Regions from separate parts of the Mus musculus genome. Here region 1 is linked to region 2. The links are chromatin contacts, called in public HiChIP or PLAC-seq maps. All regions are on one chromosome and are shown on one strand. Each heading gives the region's core, a stretch centred on a gene start, on an enhancer-like site or on the middle of the called end of the contact. The rest is flanking DNA. Distances are from core to core; before and after follow the strand shown.

The links. HiChIP or PLAC-seq counts read pairs in DNA pulled down with a chosen protein or histone mark.
Region 1: a contact with region 2 is called in an H3K27ac HiChIP or PLAC-seq map of embryonic stem cells, with 4 times the contacts expected there. The contact joins the promoter of Nsfl1c here to the enhancer-like site in region 2. A contact is called at or near these places in 1 of 39 promoter capture datasets (embryonic stem cells) and 3 of 115 datasets of contacts at active chromatin or transcription factors (cardiomyocytes, embryonic stem cells and large pre-B cells).

Annotation. Positions count from the first base shown.
Region 1 is chr2:151,490,062-151,495,558 of GRCm38.p6, forward strand. It overlaps Nsfl1c (NSFL1 (p97) cofactor (p47)), which reads left to right and starts at 4,121. Exons shown (of 10, transcript NM_198326.3): 1 at 4,121-4,351. The coding sequence starts at 4,247.
Region 2 is chr2:150,835,216-150,840,435 of GRCm38.p6, forward strand. It overlaps Abhd12 (abhydrolase domain containing 12), which reads right to left. Exons shown (of 13, transcript NM_024465.3): 7 at 4,505-4,634; 8 at 3,526-3,563; 9 at 3,100-3,179; 10 at 2,137-2,219; 11 at 58-136. Among named protein-coding and RNA genes, the nearest start is that of Gm23598, 46 kb to the right of the region's middle. Within about 2 kb of position 1,881, at least 23 of the 459 cell types and tissues checked have an H3K27ac peak or open chromatin away from gene starts, as enhancers often do. A contact at or near this core is called in embryonic stem cells, where this site is marked.

The sequences.
Region 1 (5,497 bases), core at 2,871-5,370, 660 kb after region 2:
CATCATGAAATTTGCAGGCAAATGGATGGAAATAGAAAATATCATCTTGAATGAGGTAACCTAGACCCAGAAATACACGTATGATATGTACTCACTTATAAGTGGACATTAGCCATAAAATACAGGACAATCATGCTACAATCCATAGCCCCAAAGAAACTAAGTAATAAGGAGAATGCAAGGGAGCTGCATGAACCTCACAAGGGGACACAAAATAGACAGAGGGTTCTTTGCTGAGCACAGCAGGGCCTTTTTGGCTTCAGGGTCATCTCCATCTGCCCTATAACACTGCTGGAGGCAGACCCAGCACGGTGTGCAGATCCTTTCCTGCTCCCCTTCTGCAGTCTAAGGCTGAGTGGTCTGTGTGTTGTTTCTCTGAAATACACAGTATCTCTCTATCCTCCTGCCAGGTGGGCTGAGTCTCTGGCTGCCTGTGAAGAGTACCAGCTGGAAGCATTATACAAAAGTTGCCATCAGGCTCCCAAAACAGATGGGGCCTAGGATGGAGCCCTTTCTCTCTAGGTCTCTGCAGCTTCTGACTGCTTGCCTCTTCCTCAAATAGCTCAAGTCTGGTCACCAACATCTCTAGATTTGCCTTCACATCTAGAGCTCTGCACTCAAGGCTTCCAGATTGAAGAGAGGGGTGTGTGTGTGTGTGTGTGTGTGTGTGTGTGTGTGTGTGTGTGTGTGTGTTAGGCTATGGTGCTAAAAGGGAGCCTGGGAGTCTCCTGCCAGAGGTGCTCAGGAAGTGATATTGAAATGGGGACAGGGAAAGTGGTGGGGCTCAGGTTTAAGAACTGGGTGAAAGCTAGCAAATTTGTTGAAATAAATTCTAAAATGTGGCTCCAACTTGTTAACTTGTAAATTCCTTGGCCTCCTGTAGCCCCCAGGGTGACATTGCTGGCCAGGAGACAGGCATCAAATGCAAAATCTCTTCTCCACTGCTATCTCTGGCTATACCAGACACAGGAGACACTGTGACAAAAAGCTGGAGTATGTGTGGCTAACCTCAGGATGGACTGTTCTACTATCGGGAGAGACTCAGAGCAGGCATACCCACTGCAGGTGGCACTTCAGGATGACTGTGCCCCACAGCTGACAATACCTTAGGATGGATAGGTCACCCTGGTGACTATTATTAACTCCAAGTACGGCACCTCTGGGTAGGCACGCCCCACTGAATACAAGACCCTGGAATAGACCCCAAAACTGTGAAAATAAAGTCTGCCTCCTTACACTGTTTCTCTCCGGCACTTGTTGCAACAACTGATGCTATAACTTTCTCTCCTCCATCCCCCATTTCCCCTCCTCCTCTCCCCTCGAATCCCATAGTTGGTGTGGAGTTCATTGCCATTTTGGGAAGGACATTACCCCCGCTGGTGGCTTCCTCTTCCCAAGGTGGCTGAGGGAATTACATAAAATGACACTGGGATTTGTCACTCCAATGATGTCAATGTTTGTTATGTCTTCTGAGATAGGAGGGAGATAGGAGGAAGGGCTGGAAATTCTGCCCTTCAGACTCTATACTAGGTCCCCTCTATTTTGTAAGCCTGACTGTGACTTTTGTATAGTGCTTCTAGCTGGTGTTCTTCACAGGCAGCCACAGAGCCCGCCGTGTGTGTGTGTGTGTGTGTGTGTGTGTGTGTGTGTGTGTGTGTGTGTGTGTGTGTGTGTAGGTTTCTCTGTAGATCCCTGACTATCCTGGAACTCACTCTGCAGATCAGAGTGGCCTCAGACTCAGAGATCCACTTGTCTCTGCCTTCCAAATGTTGAAATTAGAGATACACACCACTGCCAACCAGCACTCCCCCCATCATTCTTTAGGATATATCCTTCTACCTTTAACAGGTGACCTGACACTATTTCAGTGGAAACATTTGCAGTCACCTGCCCTCAGCTGACAGAATCTGCTCAGTGACTCCCTTGCCTGTACTTTCACAGAAGAGAGATATGCAAACTTTTAAAACAAACCCTCCCGGTCTGTCTGTGATGCCCAGAACCTCCTTCCAGCAAGGTAGCAAATAGCCAGTAAGTGCAAACTGACCTGGAATGAGAGTACTGAAATAGGGATGGTGTGGGTTTGGAAATCTGAAAAGCATAATGTGCACTTAAGCTGGGCTATTCGAGGAGTAGAGTGCCATGGACGCCATAGGTGGTGGTGATGATGATGATGATGGTGATGGTGATGATGGTGATATATGTGTATGTTATCCTGGAGTAATGTTGTTGTTCTGGTGGTGGTGGTGGTGGTGGTGGTGGTAGTGGTGGAGTGTGTGTGTGTGTGTGTGTGTGTGTGTGTGTGTGTGTGTGTTAGTCTGGAAGCCATGAGTATTGTGTGGAGTGCCCTGGATATTTGGGAGAACATGTGGAATGGACTAACTGGAAGCTATAGGTTCTGGGTACATTTCATACCTGAATGACAAGAAAGTCAGCTTTAAATTGAAACCAGAACTTGACCACAGGTGGAGCTGTGGGTGATGCTGTGTATATGTAGAGAGACAGCGAAGATAGAGGCTTGGTCAGTCTTTCTCCAAACTTCCAGGCTAGGACATTTGTTTAAAACTGGGATTGAAACTATAGCCTCTCCCATGACAGGCAAGGCCTCTGGCACTGGGCTGCATCCTCTGCCTTTTAGCATGGATTCACTTTCTCACCAGGTTTAGTTTTGTTTCCCAGACTGACTTTAAATATGCTCTGCAAGGTCACTCTTTCAGTCTCAGGCACCTGAGAAGCTGGGACGGCAAGGCCCAGGTTGTACTTTTCATTAGGTGTGGTCCTACTGAACCTCTGGTTTCTGTCTTTACCTGTAAAATGGGAATACTAACCTCTACCTAGCAGAGGTTTATTTTATGATGAAATAGATAATAATGTGAACACAGCACCTTCAGCAGGCTAAGGGAACCCTAATGCCCTGCACCCACAATTATTCCTATAGTCTTCTTGATAGCTGTCAGGCTGGGCAGAGGGCTGACTATGAATCGGACCAGCATCAAAAGCAGATAGGGTTCTCCTTACTGCTTCTCTGCAATGTGTTAGGTTCCAAATGGCCTCTGTGGGCCTTTTCAGTTGGTTACAGTGGGACTGATCTGCAGTTATACCAAAGGACGGTATTCACACCAATCCAGTGCTGTCGCGTTTGCAGCCATGCCCGAGGCTGGCTTAGAAGTTGGAGATGCCCCTGGCAGAGCTACTTCCTGCTCTTCATTCTCATAGTATGACTCTGTGGAACAAAAAGACTGAAAGGGGCTCTTGCATAGACCACTCCCTGTGAGATCCTCATTGTCTGATCCATGTGTTATTTCATCCATTCACTTATTCATTCATTCACACATTCATTAGTAGTGGCTTCATGCACAGTGAATGTGGCTCTGAGTCAGGCATAGGAAGAAGAGGAGAAAAACAAAGCATATAATCAGCTGACAGGAACCTCACTGAACACTCAATAAGTTCTGGTAGAATAATTGCTGGTCACCAACTTAGCAGATTGTAGGATGGTAACAGTTTAACCTTGAAAATGAGGGATAAATAGATGGACTTAGGAGGCTCCCAGCTTCACTTGTCCCCACTTTCACTTGAGGGGCAGCACTGTTGGAGAGAGAGCTCTAAACTTTCTCTGTAGGTGACACATGTCCATCTTACCTCTGCTCTGAGTCTCCTTGTCCTGGGCCAGCCTGCCAGTGGCAATGCAATGGTGATTTGCTAGATGCTGTGGAAAGTGGCAGGCTGAGACTTATACTAGTTTAAGATAGGAAACCATGGGGATGTGAGCATCGGTTAGAACTGTTAGGGTCAAAGGACATAAGCAACAAGAAGACAGGATACTTTGTTTTATCTCTGTTATTTCCACAGCCCTTGGAAGAGCATCAAGCCATAGACAGCGTAATGCTTCAAGAAGGAAATTAATGTGCAAATAAATAATTAACGAAATAAAGGGATGAGACCATGAGTAATTTCCAGGATCTGATTTCGGGACTACTTCATCCTGTGGGAAAACCAGCCCCTCCCTACTCACTTCCATCGACCTTCTACTTCAGCCATTAAGGTGAGGCTCACATAGGGGCCACCAGAGGGCGCGAGGCGGCTAGGTTTCCCACACGGAGGGCTTTTCCTGTGGCACCGCATTGGGCGGAGCCTACGAGCAGGCGCCCAGCGGCTGGACGCGGTAGAACGGCGGGCGGAACGCAGACCTGGGGTTCGGGCTGTTGCAGTGTCCGCCGGAGCGGTTTGGGAAGTGCACGGGGCGAAGATGGCGGAGGAGCGGCAGGACGCGTTGAGGGAGTTCGTGGCGGTGACTGGCACTGAGGAGGACAGGGCCCGTTTCTTCCTGGAGTCGGCTGGCTGGGACCTGCAGGTAGCGCCGCGAGGCGGGCCGCTTCGGACGGGCTGGGGAATACGGAGTGCGGCGTCGGCTCTGCGATCCCTACGCGGCCGAAGCGCACAGTCATCCCTGCGGGGCTGGGCCCTGCCTGGCCCAGGCCTCATGGTGCCTGGGGTCGCTTGCCACGCGTCACCGGCCTGGCTTGGAAGTTCATGGAGGCGGGCGGGCCCTGCTTTGCAGGGCCTCTGTTTTCCTGCGGGCTCGCAGTGTTGGCGAGACTTTGGGCGCTGCCGCAGTCCGCGTGGAGTCGTCGCCTGGGGGCGTGGCTGCCACGGCGAGTGCCTGCGGGTGGCCGGGTGGAATCGAGTGCCCTGCTTCCAGATGGAGCCCCACCGAGGTCGCGGTGGCCTTCCGATTCCGCTTCTGCAAGGATGCTGTGCTGGTGGGGGAAACCCTGCAAGGCATCAGCCCACGCCCCACTCTTGCCTAATTGCAGGGAGAAACTACCTGTGGGATTGTGGCGCACGTTTGGGGTCTCTGCACATTTCGTAGTTAACTGTAAAATGGGAATTTCTTAGGACTTACTGTCTTGTTCACTGGCATGTAGTAAATAGTCACTAAGGAATTAATTTAGAAGGCAAAGCTCCACCAGGCATAAAATGTTGCACACTTCTGATCCCTAGAGCAACACCCATCTCTTATTGCTCAGAAACACAGTAATTAATGTTAGAAAGAATTGATTGCATAAATGTCCTTGGCCAGCCTACATCTTAGGTAGATGACGATGACTAATATTTCTTGAGTACCTACAACAAGCCAGGCACTGTTCAGCATTACAGAATGTCTCATTTACATGTCTCACATTGCAGCTGAGACTTGGAGGATAAATAACTTGCTGAAGAGCTAACTACTAATTAAACAGGTAAAGACTAACCCTATCTTATGGATAAGGAATTGGACCCTCAAAGGGACACCGAATGTGCTCACTGTGTGAGCTTTCTGATGTAACCATGTCTACTGACTGTAATATTTAGCTTCCCAAACATTAGGGATCTTTATTCCTTTAACTCTTTCAGCACTCTGGAGGCAGAAGATCTCTGAGTTCGAGACCAGCCTGATCTACATAGTTCCAGGAGTAAATAGTCCCTCTTTCAAAAACATAACAAACAGAAAGATGCT
Region 2 (5,220 bases), core at 631-3,130:
CTACACTGAGGGCGAATGGCAACTACTGTACCAGGGGCAGCATCACACAACACCCACCTTTCTACCGAGATGAAAGGGCACAACTGGATCATCCTCGGCATGCAAGATGAGCAGAGGACAGGAGATGTGCTTCATACTGCAGGAGAAAGGGGCTGTTAGGTGGAGACCAAAGAGGGGTTGCCTGTACCCATCACCCTGGGCAGAGATTTGGGTTTATGGTGTGTTCTTCCTTGGTGCTTAATAGCCTGAATGTAGCTACGTTTCTTTTTACTATAGAACTAAGAAATAACTTCTTAGGTTTTGTTCTGTTTTGTTTGAAATAATTATGTATTTCAGCTAAGTGTTAAGATGTCAATCTAGAGGTCATTTCACTCCCCAACATCTGATCCCTGCGTATTTTATGAAAATGGAAAACCATTAACTTTGCCAGTAGCTACATTAATAGTAACAACAACAACAACACACAATCTTTACAAATAAGGGTATTTAAATGCTCTAAGAATCTTACTGCAAATGGGTATTACTAAGAACCTGTTGGTTAAAAGAATCCGTGCTCCACTTAATCTTGTGTAATTGTCATTTAAGTCATTCTAGCTTTGAGTCCTTAATGGCAAATGTCACAATAGGTCCAACAGAGCCAGAGTTCTTCAGCAAGCCACAGCGTCCTGTAGAGCAGCTACCAGGACTGGACAGGGCGACTGGGGTAGCCACTTGAGCTGTTTCAATCTTGACCTCTAATAGAGCTGTGCACTTCCCTGAAGTTAGCACAGTGCCATCCCGACAGAGAGAGCGTGCGACCCCAAACATAATGTCCTACTAGCTGGCACCCAGCACACATAGGACTCATGTTGGTGCATTTCTTGTGTATATACCCACACACATGTACATGTAGGTAAAGGCCAGAGGATGATCTCAGACATTATCTCCAGGTGCCTGCCTACCTTTTGTTTTGAAACTGGATCTCTTACTGACCTCAGGCAATCAGAAACCTGTTTCTGCCTTCTTAGCACTTGAATTACAAGCATTATCTTCATGCCTGGCTTTTTCTTTACATGAGTTCTGGAGCTAAAACTCAGGTCTTCATGCTCACAAGAAAAGCACCCAGTGGTGAGGCATCTGATAAGCTGTTTCCTTTAACCTAAGCCTCTTGGAGAAAGCGGCAAATCCTTGGTACAGAAACTGTCCACGTGAGCGCAGGAGGGTCCCATTTACCCACGAAGCTGTTATGCAGGCTCAAGCAGGTTCCACTGGTGCTCGGTCCGCAGCTACTCATATCCACCTATCTCTGTGGGAGAGCTGGAGCCAAAGGCTTCCTGGGGCCAATACTCACTTTTTTTAAAAGCAAATTTGCTTTACTCAGATAACTGTCTTGTAAGATCTACAATGGTAATACTTAAGCAAGGGGTTTTGTTTGTAATGGTTACTTAAATTTTAATATGGTACATTTTTATTTTTAGAAGCAAAAATACATACCTGAAGGAAAACTGCTTATGTTTTCACATCTATTTCAATGTGGTCACTATTAAATTTAAATACTGCTTTAATGTCTATTTAGAAGCCCTGGGTTCTAGACTGGAAAAATATATGGACGAAAATATGTTATTAATTTTTTACAATTCTTTACTTCTATACCAAAAGAAAAGTGTTCCCTTTTAATGACTGTTTTCATTATCTACTTGTTCAGTAGATACAGCGCTCGCTGCACAATCCTGACAATATAATGTGACTTCTGGAGCCTATGTAGCAGGCATCTGTAATCCCAGCACCCCTGCGGTTAAGACAGGAAACAGAGGCAGGAGGATGGCCCAGAAGCTGTGGGTCAGCATGCCTAGAATAAATATGCAGCACGGCAGAAACAGCGAGAGAGAGCGCGAGAGCCTGCCTGACGAGGTGGGAGGAGAAACCCGGGATGCTGGGATGCTGACTCCCGGGTTGCACACAGTGGCAGAGACAGACCTGCCCTGCCATCTAAATGCTCTTTCTTTTTTCTAATACTAAGCTCAACTTGACTTTCCCTTTCAAAAGACACGGGGGACCAGCCGTGGGTCTTCTGAAGCCCACTCTGTCGGGCTAATACCGCGCTGAGTCATGGGGTGGGGCCCTGTGTCTTTCTATTCACTCCACCACAATACTCACTTTTCGTCATTTGCAAATTTAATTCCACTGCTTGTAATGGGGTCGAGGAAGAACCAGTCAAAGCCAGGGAAGTATCGGTATATCTGAACAAGACAGAAAGCGTTTTCAGAAGGGCTAAGATAGCTGTGCAGAAGGAAAAGGCTGAGAGTTATGGCAGTTTAGGTTCAAGGAATTAGGAGACGTGCAGTTTCCATTTCCAGCTTTGTCCTGGCTTTGCGACTGGGAAGAGAAGACTCATCCGGCCCCGTAGATCAGATGGGGCTTCCACAGCTCACGTGCAACCACAAACCAGACTCTCCACAGACAGAAAGACAGATGCCCACCAAGGAAATGGGACTCAAAGGCTGTTTCCTCACAAACTGTCGGGGAGAGGCAGCACCAGTGACATGAGAAAATAAAGGGGTGTTCTGGCATGGGGGGAGCATGAAACCTACTCCAGGTCACACACTGGTCAGGAGCTGAAGTGGGAAGTAGCAGGGCGGGGTGGGGAAAAGGATGGATTCCACCCCATGAGGGAGAGGTGGGGACGGACCGGCCCTAGAGCAAGGTTACCTGGATTTTACTCTGAGACAATCCTGGGATGTCCAGTGCACTGAGCCTGGGTTCTAATAATCCTCTAGTACCCATAGTGTAGGCTCCACCCCAAGGAGGGAGCTAGTCTGTAGCCTTCCACAGCACCAAGTGGGCAGAGATGCTGTGAGATCAGGTGTGCAGTGAAGCCAAATAGGACTGGGTATGCAATGTGGCCACAGGGGCAAAGCCTCCTACAATGCCAGTGCCCTGGGCTGAAAGCTACTTCCCCCTTCTTTGGCAGCTCTATGGGCAGGCCAGTGCCGAGAACTATGAGTCTTTAGTAAATGTTAAGTCATTCCTTTTATGATGACTAGTTTCATTATCTACTTGCTCTTATTTTCATAATTATCATTTTAATAATGAAAATACATTTTATTTTCATATACTTGCCACTGAAAATGGATGACTCTTTGCTTCTTCACGAATATTTGTGAATGGAGACTCCAATATAAGGGCATCTGGTGGCGTCTCTAGATAGACAAAGAGAATAGACAGTGGGTAAGAAGTGACAGAGCCAGTGAAGCTAGGGGCTGGGGTGTGGAGACAGGACAGAGAGACCAGGTACCCACTTTTGCAGGAGCTTCCCACCACTATCAGCCCCAGCCCCCAAGGGGCTCCAGATGACTTTAAAGGATCCTACTGGGAGGGCAGGTCGGGGCAAACTCTGAGAACACCTGGGGCCCCACCCTTGACGGTCAGCTCATGCTATCACTGTGCAGCTTGTCAGTTAGACCTTGCTTGCCAAGCAAGAATGCATAGCAGGGATCGGATCACTAACAACATGGTCCCCAGCCACACGGTGCCTGGCTCTCTCACCTCGCTCACAGAGGCGCCGTACCAGATTTGTTGCCACTCTGGAAAGAAAAAACAGTTCAGCTGAATTCTGAAGAAAATCCTTTTAAGTGAAGCTGTGCGGATCCTGGAAAATGCTCAGAGACTCTGACCCGAGAAGCTAACTGAGAGCTTCAGGGTGAGCGGGAGGAACAAGGTGAACCATAAGTTGACCTTTCTTAAAAGGTGACAGCAGCCACCCTCCTGTCCTCAGACATGTGATCTCTCCCACAGGTTGCCCTGTTCCCTCCTTTCACCTGGTACACTGGCTGGTTGGTACAGTTACTGCTGAGAGACAGGAGGACAGTAGCACTTGTCATCTACCAGGGTCAGGGACCTCCTGCTGTCTTAGAATAACACCTGGCAGATGCTGTGCAGACAACCAAAGAGAAAGCTAGCATCCTTCCACTGGGGTACCCTCCCTCCTCCCAGCAGGGCTGCAGGATGATAGCCACATGAGGAAAGGGGCTAAGTAAGGGCTGAGCCAGTATGCTCGCAGAGGAAGGTATCAGAAGACAAGGACCAAGGCTCTTTTTAGGACTTCACTCTGCAGAATCCAGGTACATCTTTTTTCTTGGTCTTCCCTGCTAAGCTGAACATGCCAAAGTGACAAAGCTGGTTCCAAACATCTCTCCCTGGTGCTCCTGGACTCAGTGGTTGGTAAACACACCTAAGTCACAGCTGACACTGTCTAGGTACTCTGTCTGCACTCTGAAAATGCTTTGAGAGCAGAGCTCCCTGGAACCCTGGCTGCCATCTCCATGCCCATATTGGTTCTAAGGCACTTCTGAACTTCAGTCTCTCCTTAGTCTCTCATGTGCTTCACTCCCTTACCCTACACAGGGGCAGGAACCAGGACTGAGGACTGGAAGATGCTACAGGCTCAGAGACACTGGGCTGCTTCAGAGGTCACACAATGAGGCCTGCCTTCACTACATTACCCTTCTGCTTTGAGAGCTCTTACCCGGTGCCCAGTGAATGGCCCCAAATATACACAGGATTATCACCACTTCTTGCTTTGATCCAGTCAAAAACATGGAGTGCGTCATACGTCATGCCTCGCTCCGATGGTGTTCCTACTGAGTCACCCCAACCTGAGAGAGAGGAATGTCAAAGGCAGCTGGTGAACTTACAGCAGCTCCAGTGAAAGCTGCCCCATGAGCAACAGCAGCCCTATCTGTGTGTCCTCAATTCCACTCCACTCTGGTGGTAGGGAGACAGGCAGGAGGACACAGAAGTGAACTTTCCTTACTTTTGCTGGCTGACAAACCAGACGGCCCTGTCATTCCACATGCATATCAGATTGGGAACTAACAACAGAGCTAATAAGGCTCACACCAGAACCTCAAATCCGTGCCCTGCTGCCGCCTGCCCACAGGTGCCAGCATCCTTCAAGCTAGTCCTTCCTCTGCTCGACTGACAGGCCAGCACTGGGGCTCACGAGGACCAGGCCAAGTGGACTGCTGACAAGATGAGCCCGGTCTGCCCAGGGCCAACAGAAGGCCAAAGAGGAGGAAGTCATGAAGCTGCAGGGAGGAGGGGAGGTCAGGAGAGCCCAGTCCCGAGGCAAGTCTGACTCTCCTCCTCATCTCCAGCAAAGATCAAGTACAAACTGCCTTCTCAGTGGCTCAGCACTGAGTCATCATCATATGACTTATGTACACCACAAGTTTCAGAAAT